2 separate regions of the Sus scrofa genome follow, and region 1 is linked to region 2. The links are chromatin contacts, called in public promoter capture Hi-C maps. All regions are on one chromosome and are shown on one strand. Each heading gives the region's core, a stretch centred on a gene start, on an enhancer-like site or on the middle of the called end of the contact. The rest is flanking DNA. Distances are from core to core; before and after follow the strand shown. Region 1 holds the start of ZNF3 (zinc finger protein 3). Region 2 holds the start of TRIM4 (E3 ubiquitin-protein ligase TRIM4).

Region 1 (6,223 bases), core at 2,650-5,149, 150 kb before region 2:
TATCTCAGTGAGATAGGGGAGACTGCTTTGTTTTTCTCAATCGATGGGCATTACTTGTTACTGGAATGAAGTATTACATCTATTCCCACATGTTTTTTCTTAAATGTAAATGTTGAGAAATCTTTTTCTCTTGTTTTTTTAGGGCCACACATGCAGCATATGGAAATTCCCAGGCTAGGGGTCGAATTGGAGCTGCAGCTGCTGGGCTACACCGCATCCACAACACCACCAGATCCAAGCCTGGTCTGCGACCTACACCACAGCTGGATCCTTAACCCAGTGAGCAAGGCCAGGGAGCAAACCTGCGTCCTCATGGATACTAGTCAGATTCTCAGATTCGTTTCCGCTGAACCATGACGGGAACTCGAGAGATTTTGATTGGATAGTGAGGTGAAAGGAATACCGTTATAGCAATGTAAATTTCACCTGCCAAAATCACACTGTGATCTGTCACTGGAAATGGACTTGTCCTCCTCATTTTGGGGGAAGAGAAATAAGAAATCACTTGAATCACAAAGAATTTTTTTGTGTGTGTCTTTTTAGGGCCACACCCCACCCGCTGCATATGGAGGTCCCCAGGCTAGGGGTTGAATCAGAGCTTTAGCCACCAGCCTACACCACAGCCACAGCAACGCCAGATCTGAGCCACGTCTGCGACAGACACCACAGCTCAGGGCAATGCCGGATCCCCGACCCACTGAGCAAGGCCAGGGATTGAACTTGTGTCCTCACGGATACTAGTCAGGTTCATTACTGCTGAGCCACAAGGGGAAACCCCTGAGTCATAAAGGATTTATTCACCTGCTCAATACTGGCAGCAAGATTTCCAATGAGTGCTTTTGTTTGGTACCCCAGAAGTTCTGACACCCCAAACTGTAAGATTTGTGAGACGCCTATCTTCTCCAGGTGGGGAAGGCGACAGAGAAAGAGGGTGCGCTGGCCACAGGGACATTGCCCAGGAGAGCAGTTTTAAAGGTGAACAGATGTGGGACTGAATCTCCCAGAACTGGCTGTCTCCACACTCTTTGGGAAGATGTGTGTGTTCTCCCTCTTACAACACCCCAAACCTCAACCCTCCCTTGCCCTGGGCTCCTCACATCCTTGTTTGCAGGCTGCAGTCTGAAAGAAGACCCACCTAAGGCCACCTCCCTTCTGCTGATCTTTGATAAGGCTTACCATTTTAGAAATAAAATTAATATTTCTACTGCTTCATCCAGGATATTCTTTTTGTTTGTTTTTGGCTGTGTTTGTGGCACATGGAAGTTCCCCGGCTAGGGATCAAACCTACGCCACAACAGTGACCCAAGCCACTGCAGTGACAAGGCCGGATACTTAACCCGCTCAGCCACATGGGAATTCCAAGGACATTCTTGTATTTTTTTTTTTTTTAGGGCCACACCCACAGCATACAGAGGTTCCCAGGCTAGGGGTGTTAGTCAGAGTGGAAGCAAATCCAACTAGGAACCATGAGGTTGCAGGTTCAATCCCTGGCCTCCATCAGTGGGTCGAGGATCTGGTGTAGCTGTGAGCTGTGGTGTGGGCCAGCAGCTGAAGCTCTGATTCGACCCCTAGCCTGGGAACTTCTATATGCCTCAGATGTGGCCCTAAAACAAAACAAAAGAAACCCAAATCTGAAGCAAAAAGAAATAAAAATACAAAGTCTTCAGGAATCAAAAAAATCCTCCTATAAAGAAATTCTAGGAGTTCCTGTTGTGGCTCAGTGGTTAACGAATCCGACTAGGAACCATGAGGTTTCAGGTTTGATCCCTGGCCTTGCTCAGTGGGTTAAGGACCCGGCGTTGCCGTGAGCTGTGGTGTAGGCTGCAGACGCAGCTCGGATCTGACGTTGCTGTGGCTGTGGTGTACCAGCCTGGGAACCTCCATATGCTGCAGGTGTGGCCCTAAAAAGACAAAAAGCAAAACAAAACAAAAACAAAAGAAATTCTAGGCTCAAATAGCTTCAGAGATGAATTCTTGTGGAATTCTCTGGAAAAATAGATACAACTTTTTTCTAATCTAGTTGAAAAGCCACAGGTGCATGTCACTTTAGGACAAACTGACTCATCAGTTTTGCATCTGGGCATCCACTTCTTACTGGTCATTTCATTGATCCTGGCCATGGGACACGACAAAGGCAGGGCTAGTGGGGACCCCCAGGTTCCAGCTGGGTTAGGAGCCTTCTACTCAGAGCCAATGGAATCTGAGAGGCTGTGCCTACGAAGGCTTACTTTTTTTTTTTTTTTAAACTTTATTTTGTTCTTTCTTTCAGATAAAAGCTATATGGAAATTCAAATGTTTTCTTCCCCATGGTAGAGTGCTGTCTTGGGCAGCCCCTGGGTGACTCATGGCACGAGGAGGCCATGGACTCAGATGAATAATCATTAACGGCACAGCTTTTGAGAACTGGCTGGGAATTAACCAGGCAGCTGGGTTCTGGGGCAAACACTAATGGTAAACTGCAAACTGACTTCTCAGCCCCAGGGTATTAGAGCTGATTGCATTGATGGCCTGTTTTCTGAGGACTGTCATTAGGTGAACATTTACCAAACACACAAACCCACTCTGAGGAGCCTCACTCTGCTTCCACCCTTCCCTCCTCTCCTGCCACTGCCTCCTCCTTCATCTCTGTTCTTGTCCTGGAGGGACAAGTGGGATTATAAGGAATTGAGAAGAGAAAAAGGAAAAATGCCTTCCTGGGGGGGAGTGGAGTTTGCTGAGCGGCTTGGCCATTCCAAGCATTTGCTCAAATTCTCGCTGGGGTCCAGAAGGACTGGAAATGGGTCACACACCCACACCTCTTGGGCCACCCTCCAGTTTTGTTACCTGTTAATTGTTCTCTCATGCCTCAGGGCCTTTGCACTGGTTGCTGACTCTGCAGAGAACACTCCATCTTCCCGACTGGCCTGCATCGCTACTGGAAAGTCTTGTCACCTCCTGACAGGGCCCTGCTCTTTGTCACCTTTTCCCCAGCACATATTTCCTGTCCTTAGACTGAAGTCACTGGAGAGTAAGGCCTGTTGCACTGCAAAACTGAATGGATGCACTATAAATACTGGAAGCAGAAAAACTGCGATCAAATGCGAGGCAGGGCCATAAGGGGAATCAGATCACAAAACTTCCTTTTGTATATAATCTGAAGGATGTTTCTGACACTTCAAGGATTCCTCTTGTGAGGGCATAAAAGTGAGTGAACCAAGAAGCTTGCTTTTCATTTCCTCAAGCATCTCACCTATTTCATACTTTCTCCACATTGATGGGGCCTCACCTGTTTTCTTCGGATCCGGATGGATCTAGATGGATAACTTCCCCACATCTTTTCTGCTCCCAGCAGGTTTTGTCCTCACATGCATTCTCTGCTGCGCCAGAACGTTCTCTTCACATTTTGGTAATTTGGAGTTTAAGGATCTGGCATTGTCATTGCCGAGGCTTGGGTGCAGCGGACCCAGCAAAACATAGCAAAAAAAAAAAAAGATTTTGGTAATTTAAAGGAGGCATTTTACATGAAACAAACACAAAACCTGATTTGTTTGGAAACTTCAGATGAAGATACATTTTCTCCATTGAATCCTTCAAGCGTCCGTCTGTAGGCGACCTTAGGGCTTAAAACTCCACTTCGTGGAAGCGCAGCAGCGACCCTCTACCCCAGACACCGCGCCTTCTGCTCCCCCGCCTGCCGCGCTCGAGCATGCGCCGTGAGGACCAGGTGCGCGGCGCCCCGCCACGCCCGGCCAGCAGGGGGCGCTGCGGGCGGGGGCAGCAGGCGCGGAGCATGGCATCCGCGCTGGGGCCGGAGCCCAGTCAGCAAACCACAGAGAGACGCAGACCTCCCATTTTCCTAGAGAGAACAAGTGGACGTGGGGGACCCGGAGCGTTGTGTGTATGTGTGTGTGTAGCGGGGGGTGACTCGGACTGACCCGGAAGCGAAACGCAGGGAACTTCCGTTCTTTGTTCTGTCCCCGGTGTGTGGCTCTGTGACAGGGTCCAGCGGGGCCTGGTCGGTGTCCAGCCCCCCAAATCTCCCGTCCCTGCCCCCAGGGTGAGTCCGGCCGCCCCTGGGGCTCGCGGTGGGACGGAAGCAGAGGTCGCCGGGAAAGGGGTGGTGTCTGTGCCGCTGCGGCCCGCGGGGTCCCCAGGCCCGCCCGGAGCAGGGTGCGGGGAGGCGCCAGTCAGGACTCGCTTCCCCAGGGACCCCGCCCCCCAGCGCGCCCTGCATCGGGGAGGAAAGGAGCAGCTGTTGTGGTTCTGTGAGTTGCACAGCGCCCAGCTCGAGCCCTTAAAAAGTTCCAGTATGGCCGGAGAGGCGTCCCGCGCCTTCAGACAGCTCGTGACAGCGACCCTAACTTGGTAGTTCTCCGAGACGTTTTTATTTGATGTTAACAGTTCTCCGCGCCCGCGGCCGGAGGGAGGGTCTGTTTTTACTCCGGCTGGATCTGAAGATCAAAGAACGAGGAGTTCTACGAAGAGTGCGCAGTTAGAACTGCTCAGATTCCGGAATAATCTCCCAGGCGCACAGTCAGTCGAGTCTCTTTCGGGGAGTGGTACCACTGTGTCCCATTTTTCAGTTGTATTAGATCCCCTATTTGATTCGCTTTTCAAAGTGGGATCGAACACAGCCCGTTGTTTAAGTTCTGAAGGGTATGTGTAAACTCCAGGAGTGGATAAAGCACGATGATGAGCCTGCAATCTGTGGGATAATTATTGGCACTAAAGGTGCTTTTCTCGGAGAAGTGAAATTCGTGGGGTGCAGGCATCACTTGATTTCAAGTGTTTGGTGGAGAGTGGTATGGAAGGAGAAGATTCTATCACTAAAGCTTCGTAGGGCATGAGGCCTCTGAAGAGTTGAAGATCCAGGGGACAGATTTTTAGCTTGACATCTCAAGACCTCTCCAGTGGCGAACCTGTGCAGCAGTGGAACAGACTCCCCGCTGAAGTAGCCATGTGTGTCCAGCAAGTTAGCTGACAGAACGTTAGGAACTTCGGAAGATGTTTCTTGCACTGGGTGGGAGGTTGACCTAGAGAACCCTGACTTCTGTTTCAGCTCTAAAGCCACAACACAAATGCCAGTCGTGGTCTTTTTCTTTTTTTCTTTGACTGTACTCGCTGTATACAAAGGTTCCCAGGCCCGGGATCAAACCCCCTGCCACAGATGTAACCAGACCCACAGCAGTGACAACACCAGATCCTTAACCCACTGCACCATGAGGGAACTCTGACATAAACATTTAAAATTCCTTTTTCTTTTTTTCCCCTTAGTCATACAGCACTGGCATCAATTAAGTCACAGTTCCCAGGGACTTGAACAGAGGCTGCCAAGGTCCCAGTAATTGCCACTCTGGCCTTCCAGAGACTAATTCCAAAGAAGGAAGGAACAGATCCAGCAGGTAAAGCTTTCCATGATTTGTCACTGCCAGGTCACCTTTTCTAGTCCTCAGGAAGTCTCCCAGGAGTGGGGCTGGCAGTGGCACAGGGGAAGGGCCCTGCTTGGACTTGATGCTGTGGGGGCACAGTGGAGGTTTTTCTTTCTGGGAGAAACATTGTTTACTGATCCAGGCACTGGGGACTTGTTCTCAACAATATGCCTTTGCGTTCCAGCTTCGGCTTACCCAGCTGGGAGGAGGGAGCACTGCTTTTTTCTCTGAAGTCAGAGCCTCTGACTTTCCTTTCTATGGAGAGGTTGGACGGAGAGCTGATTTGTTGGGGGTTTCTGCTTATAAACAGCCCTGAAGATGGTAAACTTGGTTGATAGGAAGGAAAAGACGGCTGGCTCTGAGAAAGCGCTGAAGGCCCCCAGCCAAGAGAGTGATGGAGGCAAGAAGGTGTCACTGTGATTGTCGGTGGCCTGGCTCTTGCCTGATTCATTGCTTTTCTGAGTTCTCTGAGCTCTGAGTGACTCTTGGGGCCCCTCCCCTTCTTATGCCTTATGTGAATGCAAGCATCTTTAGTGGTGGAGCAAATGGCTTTTGCATTGCTGATTTTTTTTACTTCTTCCAGTAGTGCCTTGCAGTGTAATTGGCATTCAATAAATGTTACATGAGCAGATGAATAAAGAGAAAGGGGTAGACAAAATCCAGGGGTTGCCTTTGTGTTCTTGTCAAAGTGGAAGGATGCTCTGGTGGCTGCTGCACCTGTTCTCTATCTGCTGATTCTTGCCACAGCATTAAGCTGTGAAACACAACCTGGTGCTTGAGATCGCAACCTTATTCTAGGTACTAATGTTATGTCT
Region 2 (5,936 bases), core at 1,205-3,704:
TACAAATGGGTTCCAACGTACCCACATTACCCACATTTTTCCAGTTTGACTTTTAAATTCTAGCCATCCTAGTGGGTGAAGTGATATTTCATTGTGGCTTTGATTTGCATTTCCCTAATGACTGATGACATTAGGCATCTTCTCATGTACTTATTGACTATCTGTATAGCTTCTTTGAAGAAACGTCTACTCAAATCCTTTGCCCATTTTTAAATTGGGCTGTTGGTATTTTTGTTGTTGAGTTCTTCATGCATTCTGGATACTAGATCCTTATCTGAGGTATGAGTCCAAATTTTTTCTCCTGTTCAGTGGATTGTCTTTCAGTTCATTAACGGTGTCCTCCAGTGCACAAAAGTTTTACACTTTGATGAAACTGAATTTGCTAATTTTTTTATTTCACTGCTTATGATTTTGGTGTTACAGTTATGAAATCATTGCATAATCCATGACTGTGAAGAATACACCCATTTTTCCAAGAGGTTTATAGTTTTAGCTTTATGTTAGGTCTTTGATTGAGTTTGAATGAACTTTTGTGCGTGGAATGATCTAAAGGTCCAATTTCATTCTTTTGCATGTGGATGTCCAGTTGCATCGGTACCACTTGTTGAAAGGCTAATTTTCCCTACATATAACGGTTTTGGCACCATTGCTGAAAACCAATTGCTTGTAGCTGTACGGCACTGTTGCTGTACTCTCAATTTGATTCCCATTGATGTATATGTCTATTCTGATGGCAGTACTACATTTTAATTACTGTAGCTCTGTAATAATGTTTGAAATTGGGAAGTGTGTGTTCTCCTACTTTGTTCTTCTTTCTCAAGATTGGCCACTTGGCATCCCCTGAAATGCCATATGAATTCCAAATGAATAAAGCTGTCAATTCAGGAGCCACAACATTTTCAGTAGAGAAGGATGTTCATTTCAGGAGTATGGCAGCATTGAAAACAAAGACATTAGAAGATATACTTCAATACACAGGCAGACATATAGACATATAGACACTTGCAGTAAAACACTCATGGGAAACGTCAATAACCGATAAGAGTACCTCTTCCTGCTTGGTCTATATGAAGACTCAGATTTCTTCTCAGTATAGTATTCCAATTTACAAAGAAAACACAGCTATCGGATGCATAATTTAAACATTTAAACATAGCCATTCTGTGGAACCTTCATCAAACCCCCAAAACAGTGACCCCCAAGCGCTCCTTTTTCAAATCCCCTAATCAGCATATTATGGGAAAGGCAGTATCTGATTTGGGGACACAAGAAGAATTAAAAATTTCTTTCATAAGAAACAGAACAGAGTGCGAAGAATTTAAGAAAAAAAAAAAAAACACCTCAGAAACACAAGATAAAAATCCATTGGAGAGAAACAGATAACACTGTGAAACAGGCAAGCATATTGTTTGTTGAAAGGCTCAATGGATGACACATGGGATGGCAAGTGGTTCAAGTTGGGTACCAAAAGACAATGCATCTACGCATCTGAATCTTAAGCACTTCCACTTAAAACACCTGATTTCCTTCCCACCACTCTTAGAGTGTTGCTCTGACAACGTGGTCCTAGTCTTCTCAGGTAGGAGGATCAGGAACTGCTCCAGCACCACCAGCAGCAGCAGCTACAGGCTCTGCTTCCTCCCAGAATCTTAGACGACAGCCACTCCTGGCAGATCACCCAGAGTCCTTTAGACCTCCTGGGCGCTGAACCGCTTAAATACTGGTGGGAAGTCTCAAACCTGAGGAAGACCGTCTAACCCTAGATTCTTCCCCCTAACTTAACTATTAGAACGTCTATCTACACTGGGCGAGTGTGCCCCATGGTGAGAATGGGCTGCCTCTATCTCCTACGCTATGGAAGAAAGAGAGGGAAATCAGGGTGGCAAGGCGATCAGAAAGCTCCCTACTACGTCGTGGGGGCTAAACACTCCTTTTTCTGTTCGCTCGCCTCCGAAACTTAGCTGGCCTGTTCGCCCGGCTCCTCGAATCCCTGGAGAGTTGGTGGGCTTCGTGGGGGCATCAGGAAATCCTGCCTTTTTAGGAATTCAACTAGACCTCGGGGGTTCGAGGACGAGAACAGATTCCTTTCCTGGAGAATGAGGCTGAACGATAAAAGGGAGACTTCAGGAAGAGCCAGCCTAAGGGGATGCCCCCGATCCTCCTAATCCTTCAGGCCATAAGCTGCACCTCGCCTAGGAAGTCAGAACCTAAATCGTCCGGAGCGGCCGGCCAACACTGACCTCACCTCGCAAACCTGAAGGACTAGCGAAGTTCACCAGCGCCTCCCCACGTTGCCCCACCAGCTGCTGCTGCAGCTGCGCGGTCGCCTCACAGCCGCGCGCTCGGCAAACCTGAGGTCCTCGCCTCCTCTCTAGGCTTCCCGAGGGGGGGCTTCCGCATCTCTACTGTCCGCCCGGTGGGGGCGCGCCCTCCCGACATGCCCCGCGCGCCGTCGGGGTGCGGAAACCTGCCGTGCGCGCGCTCGGCCCCCCTCAGACGCGCCGGGAAGGACCTCCTCCCCGTCCCCGGGCCCCGCCTGGATCCCGGTCCCAGGAAGAGATGGCACTTCGCCCTTCGGCGGGAGGCGGCGGCCGCAGGTCGGAAGGCCATCGGCTTCGGGGGCCCGCCTGCAGCCTGCCGGCCTTTCCTCCGACCCCGCCCCCGGATCGGGGTCAGAGGAGCAGCATGGAGGCCGAGGACCTCCAGGAGGAGCTGAGCTGCTCCATCTGCCTGGACTATTTCGAGGACCCGGTGTCCATCGAGTGCGGCCACAACTTCTGCCGCGACTGCCTGCGCCGCGGTTTGGCGCAGGGCTGCAACCAGTTTCCCTGCCCCGAGTGCCGGCGGCCGTCGACGCCCTCTGCGCTGCGGCCCAACTGGGCCCTGGCCCGGCTGGCGCAGAAGGCGCGGCGCCGGCGCGAGGGCCCCGCGTCCCGCGGGCTGTGCGACCGTCACGGGGAGCCGCTGCGGCTCTTCTGCGAGGACGATCAGCGACTCATGTGCATGGTGTGCAGGGAGTCCCAGGAGCACCAGGCCCACACCATGGCCCCCATGGACGAGGCCTTCCAGAGCTACCGGGTGAGCCGGCCGTTGCAGGGTTGCCGGAATTGCGTGGGCACTTGTACTGTTTACACTAGGTGGCCGCTTTTGCCGCTGGAAGCATGAAACGCCCCCGTGGCCCCCTCCCAGGCTCAAAAAAGTTAAGCTACTCACCGATCTCCGGGCTGGAGTTAAAACAGGGATTGGGAGGGGGGTGTAGTCCTCCTTGCAGAATTTTCAAGGGACTGGCCTCCTGGAGTTTAAGACAAACATTGTAGAAGGTTATATACCAGTGGTGTCCAATAGAAACAAAAAACACGAGCCACGCATGCTACTAAAGTGTTTTTCAGTAGTAAAAAGAGGCAGGTGATGTTAATTTCAATATTTTTTTCAACTACATCAGTAACATTTTATTAAGAGAATTTTTAAGATAAGCAGACGAAAAACCACGGGAAGAGCAATAAATAATATGTTTTATTTAACCCTCTTTTCCAAAATATTATCACTCGGTATTAACTGATAGGAAAAATTATCAGTGAGATCGTTTACTTTTTTTTTCATGATAGGTTTTTGAAATAAATCTGTGTTTGCTTCACGTTGACCGCACACATCAATTGGGACTAGCGGTATTTCAGATGCTCCCGTGGCTGAGGTTGCTCTATTGGACGATATGGTTTATACCTGCAAATATCATAGACCACGGAGGATTTGAGAAAAGCCTGGCTGAGGGGATGGGTCAGGATTTTGTGAACTAACTTCTTTCATCAGTTGGGAAAATGAGTGTTAGAATTTGGAGATGATCTGGTCTTCCCATCTTAGGGGTTAAGAAGCTTCGGTTAAATAAATCAGTGTGTCATACGCTACTCCAGCCACGTTGGCCTTCTTGCTTTTGTTTCAAGCCTGTTCTCTCTCTCTACCCGTACTTCCCATCCTTTAGATCCTTTTAGAGTTTAGCTTGAAGACCTTCCTTGCGCATCCTTTCCAGAGTAGCCCCACCCCCTTCCGTTACTGACGGTGTCACTCCAGTGGTCTCCATCTGAATTGGTATCTAGTAAGTACTTGCTGAATACACGAATTTCATGACAAGTTAAAGTGGATTGTAAACTGTCAAACGCTGTACAGTTTTTTATCAACTGACTGCAAACAGGAAACAGGTGCGGTTAGACTAGAAGGGGTACATTCGTTTCTTTAGTCAGTCATCTTTACTGATGCTTACTGTATGCGAGTTGGTACCAGCCCACAGAAGGTTTGAGGTTAGTGCGATCAGACAGGGGTGAGGCGAGGCTTCCCAGAGAAGTGAAACATGAGTTCATCCTTGAAGGATGTGAACAGCAAGGTAGGGGAGAGGATTGTCAGGCCAAGGGAACAGCATATTCAGTGTGGAAGAGCATGTGAAAAGTAAGGGAACCAGAGGATGTTTGGGAGTGGGGCCCACGGGAGAGAGGAGGGCAGGAGTTGAGGCTGCAGAAAGAGGCAAGGGCCGTGTCACGGAGGATCTTGTTCCACCACGCTAAAAAGACCGAGCTTTCTCTTTCAGGGGTTGGGGAGTCATGGAAGGATTTCCAGGCGGGGGAGGACATGAGCAGTTCTTTTGTTTTAGCTGAGAAGGCTTCTTGGAAGAGGTGGGATTTCAGGATTCACTAAAATGGGCCGACAGGTAGGGAGAGCGCAGGTAAGGGCGGGTGGAGTGTCATGAGGCTGACTGGCCAGGTGTTTAGAAGGCAGGTCATGAGGCAGAATTCCTCAGTATCTCACCTTTCTGACCCTCCTCTGCTTGTCACTGCTCTGTTTACCCACCTCCGCCTCCACCCCCACCCCAAGTTGGCCAGAAAAGCAATAGGTTGCTCAGGGTGGAGCTACCATTTCCACCATCCTGCTACCAGCACTTACTCAGATGGGTGCCCCATGTCTTAGACGTTTGGAGTTGCCTAAGTCCGTGGAAACCGTCTCCCATCCTCTCCTCACACCCGAGCCCGCAGACAGTGTGCTAGGTGCTTCTGCTTAGGATCTGGGCCCCCGAGCCCTGCATCCAGGAAACCTGCTTTGATGCATTCCCAGCCCACTCTCCTTGCTTCTTGGGCCACACCAGGGATAAAGGACACATATTGGGACTACCTGGAAGCACTTTTAAGAAATATTATCCACTGCTCCCCCCCCGCGCCCCCAACCTGGGGTTTTGATTCAGTCTGTGGGGCTCTGGGCAGCAGCATTTTTCAGAGTTCACTAGGTGATTCGAATGTACAGATAGGATAGAGAACCATGGACCTGCATGCATCTTAAGACCTTCACAAAGAAATCTCAAAAAATCTTTCAGAGCAGAAGTTGTTTTCAACAGTCATTGGTGATGGGGAGAAAAAGAAAACAGAAAGAGAAATAGCTTTGTAAATTTCAGGGGGGAAATTGTTTGCCTGAAAAAGAGCTTCCAAGCACAGCTCTTCCTTCCCTCATGCCAGTGTTTAGTCTGCTGACTCTGGGAGCTGATCCCTGCATTACTATTCGTACCTTTAGCCAATATTTCTTGAGCCACCCGTTTTGTGTCAGACGCTGTTCTGCCGTACCAGACCCAGCACTGGGAATACCGTGGTGAAAAAGCCATGGAGCTTATCGTCTAGGCAAGCTGAAGGGTAGGAGGTAAACGATAGACCAAGAAATAAAATAATGCAGTTGGCGACATGTGCTGTGAAGAAATCAGCTGCCACGCCAGAGAAGTGACCAGGGCTTTAATAACAGGATCGCCTTTCTGAGGAGATGACATTTCAGTTGAGACTTGATGGGTAAGGACTCAGCCATCCGGCAACTGTGGAGAGAAGGTCACAGCCGGACAGCAGATTCAAAGACCCTGAGGCTGAGACGATGCAGGACGTCTATATGGAAGGGAAAGATCTGTGCATCACGTG

The links. Promoter capture Hi-C pulls out the DNA fragments that hold promoters and counts their contacts.
Region 1: a contact with region 2 is called in a promoter capture Hi-C map of liver, with 4 times the contacts expected there. The contact joins the promoter of ZNF3 here to the promoter of TRIM4 in region 2. A contact is called at or near these places in 1 of 5 promoter capture datasets (liver), 10 of 47 Hi-C or Micro-C datasets (embryonic fibroblasts, fetal skeletal muscle, heart right ventricle and 4 more) and 1 of 2 datasets of contacts at active chromatin or transcription factors (alveolar macrophages).

What each region holds. Positions count from the first base shown.
Region 1 is chr3:7,980,369-7,986,591 of Sscrofa11.1, reverse strand. ZNF3 (zinc finger protein 3) reads left to right here and starts at 3,899. Exons shown (of 6, transcript XM_021086192.1): 1 at 3,899-4,036; 2 at 5,254-5,381. It overlaps LOC110259870 (a long non-coding RNA gene), which reads right to left and starts at 3,751. Exons shown (of 4, transcript XR_002342273.1): 1 at 3,266-3,751.
Region 2 is chr3:7,834,105-7,840,040 of Sscrofa11.1, reverse strand. It overlaps TRIM4 (E3 ubiquitin-protein ligase TRIM4), which reads left to right and starts at 2,454. Exons shown (of 6, transcript XM_003124333.5): 1 at 2,454-3,078. The coding sequence starts at 2,560. LOC110259868 (a long non-coding RNA gene) reads right to left here and starts at 2,387. Exons shown (of 2, transcript XR_002342269.1): 1 at 2,246-2,387; 2 at 387-873.